Regions from separate parts of the Mus musculus genome. Here region 1 is linked to region 2. The links are chromatin contacts, called in public HiChIP or PLAC-seq maps. All regions are on one chromosome and are shown on one strand. Each heading gives the region's core, a stretch centred on a gene start, on an enhancer-like site or on the middle of the called end of the contact. The rest is flanking DNA. Distances are from core to core; before and after follow the strand shown.

What was found. HiChIP or PLAC-seq counts read pairs in DNA pulled down with a chosen protein or histone mark.
Region 1: an H3K27ac HiChIP or PLAC-seq map of embryonic stem cells shows a contact between it and region 2, with 2.1 times the contacts expected there. The contact joins two enhancer-like sites. A contact is called at or near these places in 1 of 15 datasets of contacts at CTCF or cohesin (embryonic stem cells), 6 of 484 Hi-C or Micro-C datasets (the HL-1 cell line, embryonic stem cells and erythroblasts) and 4 of 115 datasets of contacts at active chromatin or transcription factors (all in embryonic stem cells).

What each region holds. Positions count from the first base shown.
Region 1 is chr9:115,359,698-115,365,819 of GRCm38.p6, reverse strand. The region is part of intron 2 of Gm30762 (a long non-coding RNA gene); the gene reads right to left. Among named protein-coding and RNA genes, the nearest start is that of Gm30762, 15 kb to the right of the region's middle. Within about 2 kb of position 3,194, at least 12 of the 459 cell types and tissues checked have an H3K27ac peak or open chromatin away from gene starts, as enhancers often do. A contact at or near this core is called in embryonic stem cells, where this site is marked.
Region 2 is chr9:115,165,090-115,171,952 of GRCm38.p6, reverse strand. It overlaps Osbpl10 (oxysterol binding protein-like 10), which reads right to left. Exons shown (of 12, transcript NM_148958.3): 5 at 4,661-4,871. Among named protein-coding and RNA genes, the nearest start is that of Gm4665, 18 kb to the left of the region's middle. Within about 2 kb of position 2,267, at least 13 of the 459 cell types and tissues checked have an H3K27ac peak or open chromatin away from gene starts, as enhancers often do. A contact at or near this core is called in embryonic stem cells, where this site is marked.

The DNA.
Region 1 (6,122 bases), core at 1,945-4,444, 190 kb before region 2:
CAATAGACAGGTAGGATTTTATTCTGTGCTTTTTGTTTGTTTTGTTTTTGCTTATTAGTTGGCTGGCCTTTTAAAATTTTTAATCATGTGTATATGTGTATGTGGGGGGGGGGGGTTAGGGTGTGTTTAACAGGTGTGAGTGCAGTACCTGTGGGTGCCAGAAGGAGGCGTCAGATTCCCTTGGATCTGGAGTTAAGGCAGTTACAAACCTCCTAGCTAGGATTTGAACGGGTCCTCCGCAAGCACAGTACATGCTCCTAATTGTTGAGCCATTTCTCTAACCTCATGTTGATTTCTTGAGATCTTTATAGCTCGAGCTGCCATAGAACTACAGACTTTGAACTCTTGGCAGTTCTCCTGCCGGGGCCTCCCAAGATTAAAGGTTTGAAGCACCACACCCAGTTTTCCCTGGATTTTGAATTCCATTAATGTCACCACGAACTGTTTGTGTAAGTCTCTTAAGAAAATTATAAACGGAGGGAACAAACAGAACGTACCCAAGGGAATCAACGACAGACATGCAAGAGCCTGGCCTCAACGCTCTGCAGGGATTGGGGCCACAATTCGCTCACAGTCAGAGGAACGAAATCGAGAATAAGTGTTTGTCATGTTCCTGACACCCTAAAAGCACTGGACAGACCTCCTCATATCACCTATTCCAGCACCATCCACCCTCACTCCTATGACCAGCAGGTCCTCACCACCCTGCCCAGCCCACAGCCCCACCAAGCCAATCACATCTGTTCTAGGCATCCCATCAGCCAGTGGTACCCATCTTAGGTGGTCATATCCCCTCTGAGGACTAGCCCACCATCCTGCTTTTACCCAGAAAGTCCATCATCACGCTGTCCTTTCTACCCGGAACATTCCCTTTAAGTGACCAAGGGACGACTTCCTCTCTTCCTGTTGTGTTCTGAATGTGGAATGTCCCCTCAAGCCACAGATTTTTAACCACAATTTAAAAATCCATTCACCTGCTGATGTGTATATGAGCTGTTTCTATATCATGGCTGTGGTGGTTTGAGTGAGAATGGTCCCCCCACAGGCTCATATATTTGAATGCTTGGTTGGGGCGGGGGGGGGGGGGGCGGGGATAGAAGTAGAACTGTTTGGGAAGGATCAAGAGATGTGGCTCTATTGAAGGGGATGTGTTGCTGGGGTAAGCGTTGAGGTTTCAAAAGCCTGCCTCAGTGCTTTCCCCCCCTTCTCTCCCCCTTCCCCCTGCAGATCAGGATGCAGCTCTCAGCTGCTTCCTCAGCACTATGCCTGCCCTCCATCATGCTCCCTGACGTGATGATAATCAGCTAACTCTATAAAGCTGTAAGCAATCCCCCAGTTAAGCTTTTCCCTCTGTAAGTTGTCTCGGTCACGGTGTCTCTTCACAGCACTAGAACGGTGACCCTGGCTATGATGAAGAGCTCATCGGTAAACATGGATATGTAGTTATCCCTATGATCTGTTGACATCCCACTGACCTCAGTGGTGTGGCTGATCATGTGGCATTGGTATCTCTGTCTTCAGAGCATATGTGTAAGGGGGGTGCTATGCATGCTACACATTTGTGTGTAGGTACACTGGCCCATGTGGGCTGTGCGTGTGTGTGAAGGCCAGAGATTAATATCAAGGTATCTTTCGCCCATCTTGTTTTTTGAGACAGGGTCCTTCACTGAATCTGTAGCTCATTGTTTTGGCTAGGCTGGCCGGGCAGCAAGGCCCTAGGATCCTCCTATCTCTGTCCCTAGCTCTGAGGTTACAGGTTCGGTTTCCATCACCATGCCCAGTTTTCATGGGGATGCTGGAGATCTGAAGTGAGGTCTCCATACTTAGGCAGCAAGCACTTTTCCTACTGGGTCATGTCCCCAGAGCTAGGCTTTCAGGAACCTCCATGATGATTTCCATAAATGGCTGCACTCATTTGCATATCCGATAGAAGCGTGAGAGAATCACATGCACACGCACGTACACACACACACACACACACACACACACACACACACACACACCCTGTCAGTATTTGTTGGTGATGATCATTCTAACTGCAGTGAGATGAAATCTCATATCTTTGATCTCCATTTTCTGGATTTTGCAATTAAGTTTTTAAATGAACTTTATCATTGAAAATACTTACAAATAAACATCACACATCAAAATTAGAAAGCTTTTTGGGGGAAAAAAAGAGAAATGCAAATGGCCAATAACTGGGTTTGTTGTTGTTGTTGTTGTTGTTGTGTTGTTTTGGTTTTTTTGTAATATTCTATATCCCTATCCACCAGGTAAATGCAAATTAAAACTACTTGGAGACACCATCTCACCCTGTCAGAATGACTATCACCAAGTCTGACAAACCTTGCAGAGGGTGTGGAGAGAAAAGAGCCTTATTCACTGCTGGTGGGGGTGTAAATTAAACAGCCAGCATAGAACTCTGCTTGGAGATTTCTAAGAGTTTTTACGTGGCCTTTCCTTCACCTTGCCTGGTCTGTGGACAGCTGATGTTGGCTGTTGATAGTGTGACCAAAACACAAGACAAGCATGAAAGAAAAGCTAACAGAAGTTCCAAATGAAAGTGAAACTGCTGGAATTTCAGTTTTAGCTATTGAGCCTGTAGTACTACAAAGACAACTTGCCTTGGCTTCTCATAAAGAGAGTGTGTTAAATATTAACATGGATGCTCTTAATGAGGTGTGTCTTCGTTAGGGTTTTACTGCTGTGAACAGACTCCATGACCAAGGCAAGTCTTATAAAGGACAACATTTAATTGGAACTGGCATACAGGTTCAGAGGTTCAGTCCATTATCATCAAGGCAGGAGCACGGCAGCAACCAGGCAGGCATGGTGCAGGAGGAGCAGAGAGTTCTACAACTTCATCTGAAGGCTGCTAGCAGAATACTGGCTTCCAGGCAGCTAGGATGGGATCTTAAAGCCCACACCCACAGTGACACACCTACTCCAACAGGGCCACACCTTCTAATAATGCCATCCCCTGGGCCAAGGATATACAAACCATAACAGAGGGTCTACCTTAGTCACTCACTGCTCTACTACTCTGAAGAGACACCATGACCAAGGCGTCATATTCAGAAAGCATTTAGTAGAGGGCTTGTTTACAGGTTCCGGTGAGTCCATAACCGACATGGTGGGTGCATGGCAATAGGCAGGCAGGCATGGCACTGGAGCAGAGCTCAAAGCTCATATCTGATTCACAAGCCTAGTGAAACCTCAAGGCTCACCCCCAGTGACACACCTACTCTAACACACCTTGTTGTGGATGTATCCGTGCTGCCTGTATTTTGATGTAAATTCTGCTCTCCCAGGAGGGGTTGTCTGGAAAGAGGAATTAACCACAGACTCAGGTGACTTCTTGTGAAACTCCCAAATGAATAAAGGGATCAATCACTGGGCGAGTAGGGGGACTTCTAGGTTGGACTGAGGGAGAGAGGAAGCAGGAGAGAGTAGGGGCTTTTGACTGGGGATAGCGAAAGGGCAAGATGTACCTGCTAGTGTCTCTCTGTTTCACCAGGATTCGCCACTGGAGGAATTTGATTTCATATGGCTTACAAGATTCGGATTCTAGCTGTTGTGCCCAGAGATGGAGTTACCATTGTTTCAGAACTAAGTTTGTGTGGTGTTTTCCTTCTCGAAGCGACTTGACTGGGTTCCAGAGAGAAAAGTACGGGGGCACAGCGCGGGTTTGCCTGATGTGCACCACAAAGGCCGTGGAGGTTTTGAAGCATGGGGCTGGCGTGGTAACAACCCGCCAGTGGGAGGAGAGTTGGGTGGAGACGGTTCAGAACGCACCCAAGATGAGAACACCCCACTGGTGCCATGTGGTCTGCAGGTGCCCAACATAGTGCAGGATATTGATAGTCTTTTTAATAATTCCTGCAACATGCCTCCTAATCCTTCCTAAATAGATCACCAACTGGGACCCAAACTTTTAAATATATGAACCTTTGGGAGCCATTCTCGTTCAAAGCACCAGAGGGTCCTTCCATTCCAGGCCAGCTATTGACCAAAGCATTCCTCTTTTGCTAGACTGTATTTGTGGATATGGTGTTATTAAATGGCTGGCTAAACTGTCACCTAAGTAATTTCTGTATAGTTTTCTCTCACTGTATAATGATGATCAGTCTGGTCATGTGAACCGTTATGTGATCAGATGGGCTGTGCTAGGGATATCTTCCCTCTATGTGGACTAAGTCATCACACAGAGAAAACCAAACTCCAGTTCATCCCATCCCTGTTCATATTCTAGCTCTCACACCACACCTTCCTCAAAAGTATCTTTCATCTTAGCAACAGCCACAGGGGGATACCACCCAGCACAGCCCCCAGTAGCCTAAGTGATCCTCTCCCCTTTAGAGGCCTCCACTTAGGCAAAGCAGGATCCTTGACATTGTGTTTTGCATGAGAAACATCCCCTGTTGGCCCATGTGTTAGAACGTTTGGTACCCAGTTAGTGGTGCTGTTTAGGGTTGTAATAGAACCTTCAGGAGGCGGAGCCTTGCTGCAGAAGGTGGACGTTGAGGTTTTACAGTCTGGCTCCATTTCCTGTTCCTTGGACTTTCCGGATGCAGTTGAGATGTGTTCAGTCAGCTTACTGACAACAAGGCTGGACCCATAGTTCAGCGGCCATGTCTTCCTCTCTGCAACTCTAAGCTACAACAAACCCCTACCCCCACCCCCACCAAGTAGCTTTTTGTCCAGTTATTTGACAACAGTCATGGAAAGGTAACTAATACACTTGCCTATGGCACAGAAAAGAATGTCACAATGAACCAAAGCTACATTGTTTTAAGTACAGAGATGTGGAGGAAAAGGATAATTCCCACTCCCCCCCCCCAAACAACAACAAAACGTGGGCCTGGGTTTCTCAAGAGAGTCACCCTCAGATGTTTTTACAATGGCTATATGGTGAACTTTCTAAGTTCACCTTCCAAGGCTTAAAATTACAAGATTTGAAGATTCACCACACTTAAAATCTGAGTAAAAATGTGCAGTTAAGTACAAATGCATGTATTGATTCACTTATTTTTCTTTTTTAAGATTTATTTTTATTGTTTTCTATTATGGGGGGGCTATATATACATCAGAGCAAGTGTCTGAGGTCAGCGGTACCCACCCTTCTTAGGGCTACAGATAACACACACCTGGTGGGTGCTGGTGATGGAACTTGGGTCCTCTGGAAGGATCATCAAGTGCTCTTAAACTTGGAGCCCTCTCTCCAGCCACTCTGTCTTTAAGAATTTCCTTTGATAAATACAATCGTAAGATGGTTTTCTGAAGTGTATTTTTTGAGTTTAGGTATGAGAAAGGATCTTTAACACACTTAAAGTCAGCATGGTTTGGTGTTTTTAACATCCTTACCTGAGATGTCTTGAGGGAGACAGGCATTGTCTCTATAGCAACCTCAACTGTATATTGTGTTCGGATTCCCTTCCCACACTATCTTGGTTTTCCCTGCCGTTTTTTGATCCTACATCTGCACAGCCCAGTTTAGATTAGAACCTCAGAAAGACTGAGGATAAAATGTATCCTGAGTCCTTGCAAGCAGTGTTGGAATCACTAATTAGTATTCTGTAGAGCATGACCAGAGGTGATCAAGTGAAGGGCACTCTCATCTCTTCCACTGCCAACTCCCAAGGAACAAGAAGTTTCACTCTACCGTGGGATTTGGAGAGTGGAAAGGCGTGTGTACTTGGAAAAGGCTCCTCTGATACCCTGACACTTCTTCATTTGTTCTTAAGTCGTGTTTCGCTCTTCCTTTCATCGAAGTGTTCTGTGGTTTCATGAAGATATTTATGGAGGTTTGCTGTTTAGTTTGTTTCTTTTTTTGTTTTTTTGTTTGGTTGTTGGTTTGTTTTTTGGTTTTGTTGTTGTTGATTTTGGTTTTGGCTCAGTTATAATGTATTTATCCTCTTCTTTGTCCTTTCAAAAAATATATCTTTTTTTAGTTAGAAAACATACTATATAGCCCAGTCCAGCCTTAAACTTGCAACCCTGGGGCCTCTACTTCCCAAGTGTTGGGATTGCAAGTGTGCCTACAGGCCCTGCAGGACTGTCAGAAGTTGAGGACATAGGCTTTCTTCCCTCTTGTTCTCCTGTCTCCTCATTTTCCTCAGAGT
Region 2 (6,863 bases), core at 1,018-3,517:
GGCTCCCAGGGACCAAGTCAGGTGATGAGCCTTGGCAGCAAATATGTTTACCAGTGAGCCACCCCAGAGTCTAATTCCTGAGTTTTGGGGCACTAGAATTCTCTGCTCCGGCCTGTTGTCTCATTGGTTTTATCTGAGCCCTGAACTGATAATTTTTCTAAACATAATGATATATCTCACATCACAAAGTGATTGAATTAACCATTGGCATGTAGAAAAATATCATACTACTATGAAGAGTGCCAACAGACAAGTGCTTGCCACACAAATGTGAAGCCCTGAGTTCAATACCCAGCACAGCCACATGGATACAACATACACACATAGGGATAGCCCACACGTAACGTCCCCAAAATAGTGTCTAGTGAGCAGGGAGCTCAAGCGTGCCTTGTCTTCCTCACTAACTTATCCTGGCTGGGATAAGTACAAAATATAGGTTCAAGAAGGCTTATGCCGGGCGGTGGTGGCGCACACCTTTAATCCCAGCACTCGGGAGGCAGAGGCAGACGGATTTCTGAGTTCGAGGCCAATCTGGTCTACAAAGTGAGTTCCAGGACAGCCAGGACTATATGGAGAAACTCTGTCTTGAAAACCAAACAAACAAAAAAACCAAACAAACAAAAAAGAAGGCTTGTTAAAAACAAAACAAAAGCATATACAACACAAACTGCCTTTATGGTTTATGCATTCTCCAAAATCTCAAAGGCAGGATAAGAGAAATACAGTTTTTGTAGCAAAAAAATAAAAACAAAACAAAACAAAAAAAACCAACCAATATGGAATGTGGATCAAAACCCACCAGGTACATATCAGAGTGAGGGTCTCCAGGTTAACAGTGAAAGAACAGCCTGCATCCTTCTTTCTCTCTTTCTTTTCCCTTTTCTGAGCCAGGCTGGTTTCAAACTCACAATCCTCCTGTCTCCCAAGTGCTGGGATCTCAGGTGTCTCCTGGGAGCCTCAATGTGCTGAGTGTCACCAGCCCTCTGACCAGTGATGTCCCCAGGAAGCCTCTCCCGCTGGTTCCTGGTGACCTCATCTCTCAGGTTCAATAAACCATCTCGGGGTTTCAGAGTCAGGCTGTAGCCTTCAAAGTGGATAAAAGTGTGAGGCGTATCTGGGGCAGAAAGCCAGTGTTCCTAACTTGTATGTGTGTAGAGGAATGGAAATGGTACCCGTGCATGCAGAGACCGTTGGAAATGGTGTGCACACGTGTGTGCAGAGGCCACAGGAAACTTCCGGGTGCCAGTCCTCAGGTGCTGCCATCTTGTGTTTTTGAAACAGTGCATCTCTCATTTGGCCTGGAACTTGCTGACTGAACTAGCCTGGTTGGCCAGCCCTGGATCCTTCCCGTCTCTACCTCCTCCATCCAATGCTGGGATAACAAATGCATGAGGTGCCTGGCAGCAAGGCTTTTCCCACCTTTCTTTTTAACCCGAGTTTGAGGACTGAACTTGGGTCCTCACACTTACATGATAAGCACTGTATTGAAAGAACCATCTCCTGGTCCCTGGCTACCTGCCTTCTTTATGGAAAAATTGCCACTCAAGAACTTTGTTTTGACTGATTAGAAAGCTCACCCACCTGAAACACACCTCGAGGTTAGCTCGTAGCTTTTCCTACCTATCTTACTGATGGGCATGATCTCATTTCTCATTGTCTTAAAGCCATATAATAAAAGTGACTGGCAGTGGGCAGTTTTGCCAGAAGGAGGGAGCAGACAGAAAAGGCAGGCACTGAGTGGAGGAGGAGGAGAAAGGGAAGTGGGCACCAGGAAAGCCCAGGATAGCCATGAGCATCACCTGTCACCATTTCCAGTGGGACATGCCTATCAGCAGCACTTTCCAGGAATCTTAGGAGAGGAGGAGAATGTTCTAGAACATGAGAGAGGGACTATGGACCTTCTACCCCAGCTCTCCCGGTACCTGATTTGCTTCAGTCCTTATTCAGGCCCACCCATGTGAGGAGTGGGTGTGGCCTCCGCCCCAAGATGGCGCCCAGGACGGCTGCCAGGTCTTATGACCTGCATCTGACTTCCTCATTACCTCAGACTTAGCCACATCCCAGCTGCCCGCACTGCGCAGACGCCATGCCTCGTCAGCTCGCCTGAGGTGTTGTCACTTGCTGTGAACCAATGGACTGCCGTTTTGGGACTGGGGTGATTGGGAGGAGTCAGTAGGGTATTTAAGGCGCGCCCCGGGGTTGTTCCAGGGATTCCTGCATTGCAATGCCAAGTGTTCCTGAATAAAACCTGCTTGTAGAAGGACAATGTGGTGTTACATCTTTCCTGCTGGTAGGGGTGGATGTGACACACCCAAGTCACCGTCCTGACAGAGCTAGCCCTAGCACCTCATTTCCCAAGCCCACTTTGCGCCCAGCAGGCTGGAGATCCAGCTCTGACTCAGAAGCACACTGAGCGGTTACAGCCCTTGCTGGGAGCTGGATCTCCACTCCCTGAACAGTGAGCCTGGAAGTAAGTAACCAACAAGAAAGAGAACAAAGTCCTTTGAACCCCAGTCCCTTCAAGTTTCAATTCCCCTCCATGCTGAGAACCCAAGTGCAGTCCCAGCTCCAAGCTCCTGGCCGTGTCTGCTCACTTTTTATGTAGATCTAGGGCTGGTGAAAGACAGACTCGCAGCCCCTCCTGACCAGGCACATGTCCCCATTGAGCTGATGGTGAGGAATGGAGAGAAAACTGCACGCTTCAAGCCTTGACTGAAAAGCCCAATCACTTTATTCTTCCTTGCAAACCTCTCTAAAAAACATTCGAGATGCCCCACCCACACCCCACCCCCCCCAGAGACGGTCCTGGGAGTCAGGTTGCACAGGAGGGAGCAGGTACGTATGCCTGGGACAAAAGATGGACCAGAGTGTGACATCTTTAGATAATGGCGCCTCAGCCAACCAGATTCCCAGAAGACGCTCAGAAACCTTTCAGGACATGAACTACTCTGATATCACAAGGGGCAGGGGTAGATATCAGTAGAGTGTTTGCCTAGCAGGCACAAAGCCCTGGGTTCGGTTCCCAGTACTGAATAAAGTATGGCGCTTCTATTCCCAATGGTTGGGAGGTAGAGGCAAGAAGACCAGGAGTTCAAGGTCCTTGGCCATGTCTGAAAGTCTGTCTTTAAAATTAGTGTTCACTGTTTTAGAAACCATAGGTAGGAACGTGTAAGTCTTGAGAGTTGGGAGCGGAGGAGACGAGTCACCTATCAAGTTTCAGGCTCCCTCCCACTAATCGAGTCACGTGTGACGGCACAGTGGTGAGCTAAGATGCCTTCCAGCTTCTGGCAGGGTTTTCTGACAAAATGGTCATGAAGGATGGGTGGGGGCCGGGGAGACAGCTCAGTGGATGAAGTGCTTAGTGTAACCTCGAGGGCTGAGTCTGACCTCTACCACCCGTGTTAAAATTAAAAAGCAGGTACGCTCAAGAGTTTGAGAAGGCAGACACAGGTAGGTCCTCAGCCACCCTGTCTGGACAAGCTAGTCTACTGTACTTTTTAAAAAAATATTTATTTTTAATTAAGTGTATGTATATGGCACAGGAGGGAGCAGTATGGTGGATACATGCATTTGAGTGTAGGCATCTGTGGAGGCCAGAGGGGAGTGTCAGATTCCTGGGGCTGGAATTACAGTCAGCTGTGGGCCACGTGATGTGGGTGCTGGGAACCTAGCTCTACCAAGTGCTCTTAACCCTGGGCCGTCGCGACACTGCCCCCATACTATTCTTATAACCTTTCTGAAGCCTGAAATCATTTATTTATGAGGTTTGGGTTTTGGTTTGTCTTGAGACAGAATATTGAACCATCTTCCCTCAAGTTATTTTTGTCTTTAGTGTTGAGTTTAACCTTCAGTGATGTCTTTCTGCCTGCTGACTACTTACTCGTCAGATAGAACTGAATTCTCTTGGAGCCATATGTTCCTGCCTCTGGCTTTTGGAAGAGGAACTAGCAATGTTTCTGGAATGTTCTTCAGCATGACCAGCCCCATGGGAGGCCTGCATGACACTGTCCCTAGAGGGACTTGCATAAACCTATCCTTTAGAGGGAGTGAATAGGACAGAGAGGAGAGGTCACATGTAGCGTCTGTCATCCATTGTGGCTGCTAAACCGTGGAGGATGAATGCCATGGAAACACTGGGTGGAGGGTACCCGGTGACAGCTCTGAAAGGTGGTGTGCTGAGGATGGGAGTTACAGACAGAATAAAACATCAGGACCAGGCTGCCAGATCTGCAAGGACACTTGACAGCCTGTGGATACACACTGGGTGCATTTTTATAGGATTGGTACACCACTGGGGAGGAGGGACAGAAACTTAGCTGGACTGAAGGATAGCTGGGTGGATAGAGAAAATGTAGGGCATGGTGGTCCATACCTACAACTACCATACTAAGAATGCTGAGGCAGGAGGATCACCATCAGATCAAGGCTAGCCTAGGCTACGTAGTGAGTTCAAAGCTGCCCTGGACTACATGTTAACATCCTATCTCAGGAAAGTAAGAAGGAATGAATGGGTGGGATGGGATGGAGGCACACACATGCAAACAGGAAGAACGCATGGGATGAGATGCACACATGTAATCACACATGTAACTACACATGTGTGATGAGGACAACTGGACCAGCTGCAGGGAAGGGGGGGTGCCAGGAGTCCAGCACTCACCTGAGGCGCCTGGCTTGTGGCTGGGTGGCGCCGCCTGGCGCACACTCTGCTGGAGCAGGCTGAGGCACTCCCCAAGACAGCTGAGGGTGGCGGCAGAGGTAGCCTTCAGGAGAAGCAGGTCCTGGTCCAAGGCAGTGAGAGGGCCCGAGCCTGGCAGGGACTCAATGGCATGCACGAGGTTCTTCTGCTGGCCTTCCACCTGGTTCATCATCTAGAAAACAAGGACCTGGAGATGAAGGGAGGCTTGCTTTCATGAGGCTCCACACCCGCAGGGAGCTTTGGAGCTGGACAGAGGCAGCAGGCTCTGCCTACAGGGAGCTCTTTGCATGCTTGGCCTTTGCAGTGCCTGTGTCTGGGTCCATCCATTTATGTCCCAAACACTGACCTGAAGAGGGCGTTAGAATGCCACCAGAGCTAAAAGGGATGTCAGGGCCATCAGGTAGTACTTTGCAGGAATTCAAGAAATAAGTCAATAGTCATTACATTAAAACCAGAAGCCCTGGACTAGGGAGAGAGTTCAGTTGGTAGAGTCCTTGCCTGGCATACACAAAGCCCTGTGTTCAATCCACAGCCTCATATAAAACATGCCACACCATGCCTAAAATCCCAACACTAGGAAGGTAGAGGCAGGGGGCGGGTCAGAAGTTCAAGTTCATTCTCTGCTATGTGGTGAGTTCAAAGTCAGCCTAGACTATGAGGTGCCTTTTTTAAAAACGCAAATCTTTGTAACCCCCCTCAACACTCTGTTTCTATGGATGGCTCTCCCTCTCCGAGCAAGAGTTGTCTCTCGATTCTCTTCCAGCTCCAGTTGGTCACTTCTAAGCACTGCCCTCCCCAAGCAGCGTGGAAGGGAGCTGAGGTGAGAAAAGTCATGGTAAAGCCACTGCCACACCATTCCACTCCATAAAACGACCACAGAGGGCACAACTTTCTGTCACCATGGAAGACATGGGGAAGAAGAGGCCAGCTAGGAATAGTAGACTCAGCCCATAACAAAACTTCAGGAAACTGCCTCATGGCCTGCCTTCAGTTGGCCAGCTTATCACAAGGCAAACAGCAGCCTGACTGTGTCTCTGAATGGCATATCAAGTAGAGAGCACTCCACCGGGAGCTAGCGGAGGACTAGCGGAGGACTCAACGGTTATCTTGTGTCATTTGGGCCCCTTGTGTTTTACAGCTCATCACATTAAACAGGACAATGCATGTAAAGTGGTAAGCACCCCATCAAAAGGATAATTAGTCATTCCTCGAATCGGGTGAGAGCGGCAGCCCAAGGTCATGGGGCTGCTAACACAGAGCCATCCATTATCTGTGCTGTAGACACTGGGCCATTGCTCTTTGGGCTTTCCCGCAAAACCTATTCTTGGCTTAGAATGACATTCCCTGCTCTGTCCCTGTCAATTCAGGAGGATTCCTGTCACCAGCATGACGGGTCCAGCAGTCGGTGTAGAGCTCTGGACCTGAACCCACCACTCTCTGGTGTTATGTTGCCATGGGCTCCTGAGGTTGAACACTTGGTCCCCAACTGGTGATGCTGTTACGGGATTTGAGGGACCCTTCTGGCAGAGAGCCCAAGTTGGAAGAAGTAGATCATTAGGGTGTGGGCCTGGGGCGGGGATGGGGTGCATAGTCCAATCTGCTGCTGGTTCTCTGAACGGTAAGCAAATGGCTGTCATCGCCCCCACTGCCACACAGCTGTCCCCATGTCTTCACTGGCATCGTGGACGCCTCACACCATGAGCTAAAATGAACCCCCCTTCCCTTATGTGTCTTCTTGTCAGATAGTTTGTCACAAAGAAAAGTAAAGTGGTAAATATGCCAAGCCTGGGCTCCCCGCCATGTTTGCTTTGAAAACAAATGGTATTTTCTATTATTTGTGTAGAAGTGTGCTTTAACAAAAAAAAAAAAAAAAAAAAAAAAAAAAACCCTCATCTGAACTGGGGGGAGATGCTCAGCCAGTCAGTCCAATGCTTACTGAGTAAGGTTGCGAACTTGAGTTTGATTCCTAGAAGCCACATCAAGAAGTGAGTCCCTGCAACCATAGGACGACCAATCCCTAGAGCAAGCTGGCCGGCCAGCCCAGGCTAACTGGCAAACCTGAGGTTCAGTGAGAGACCCTGTCTCAAAGAGTACACTAGAGAGAGATTAAAGAAGATACCCAACGTTGACCTTCAACCTACACACACACACACACACCACACAC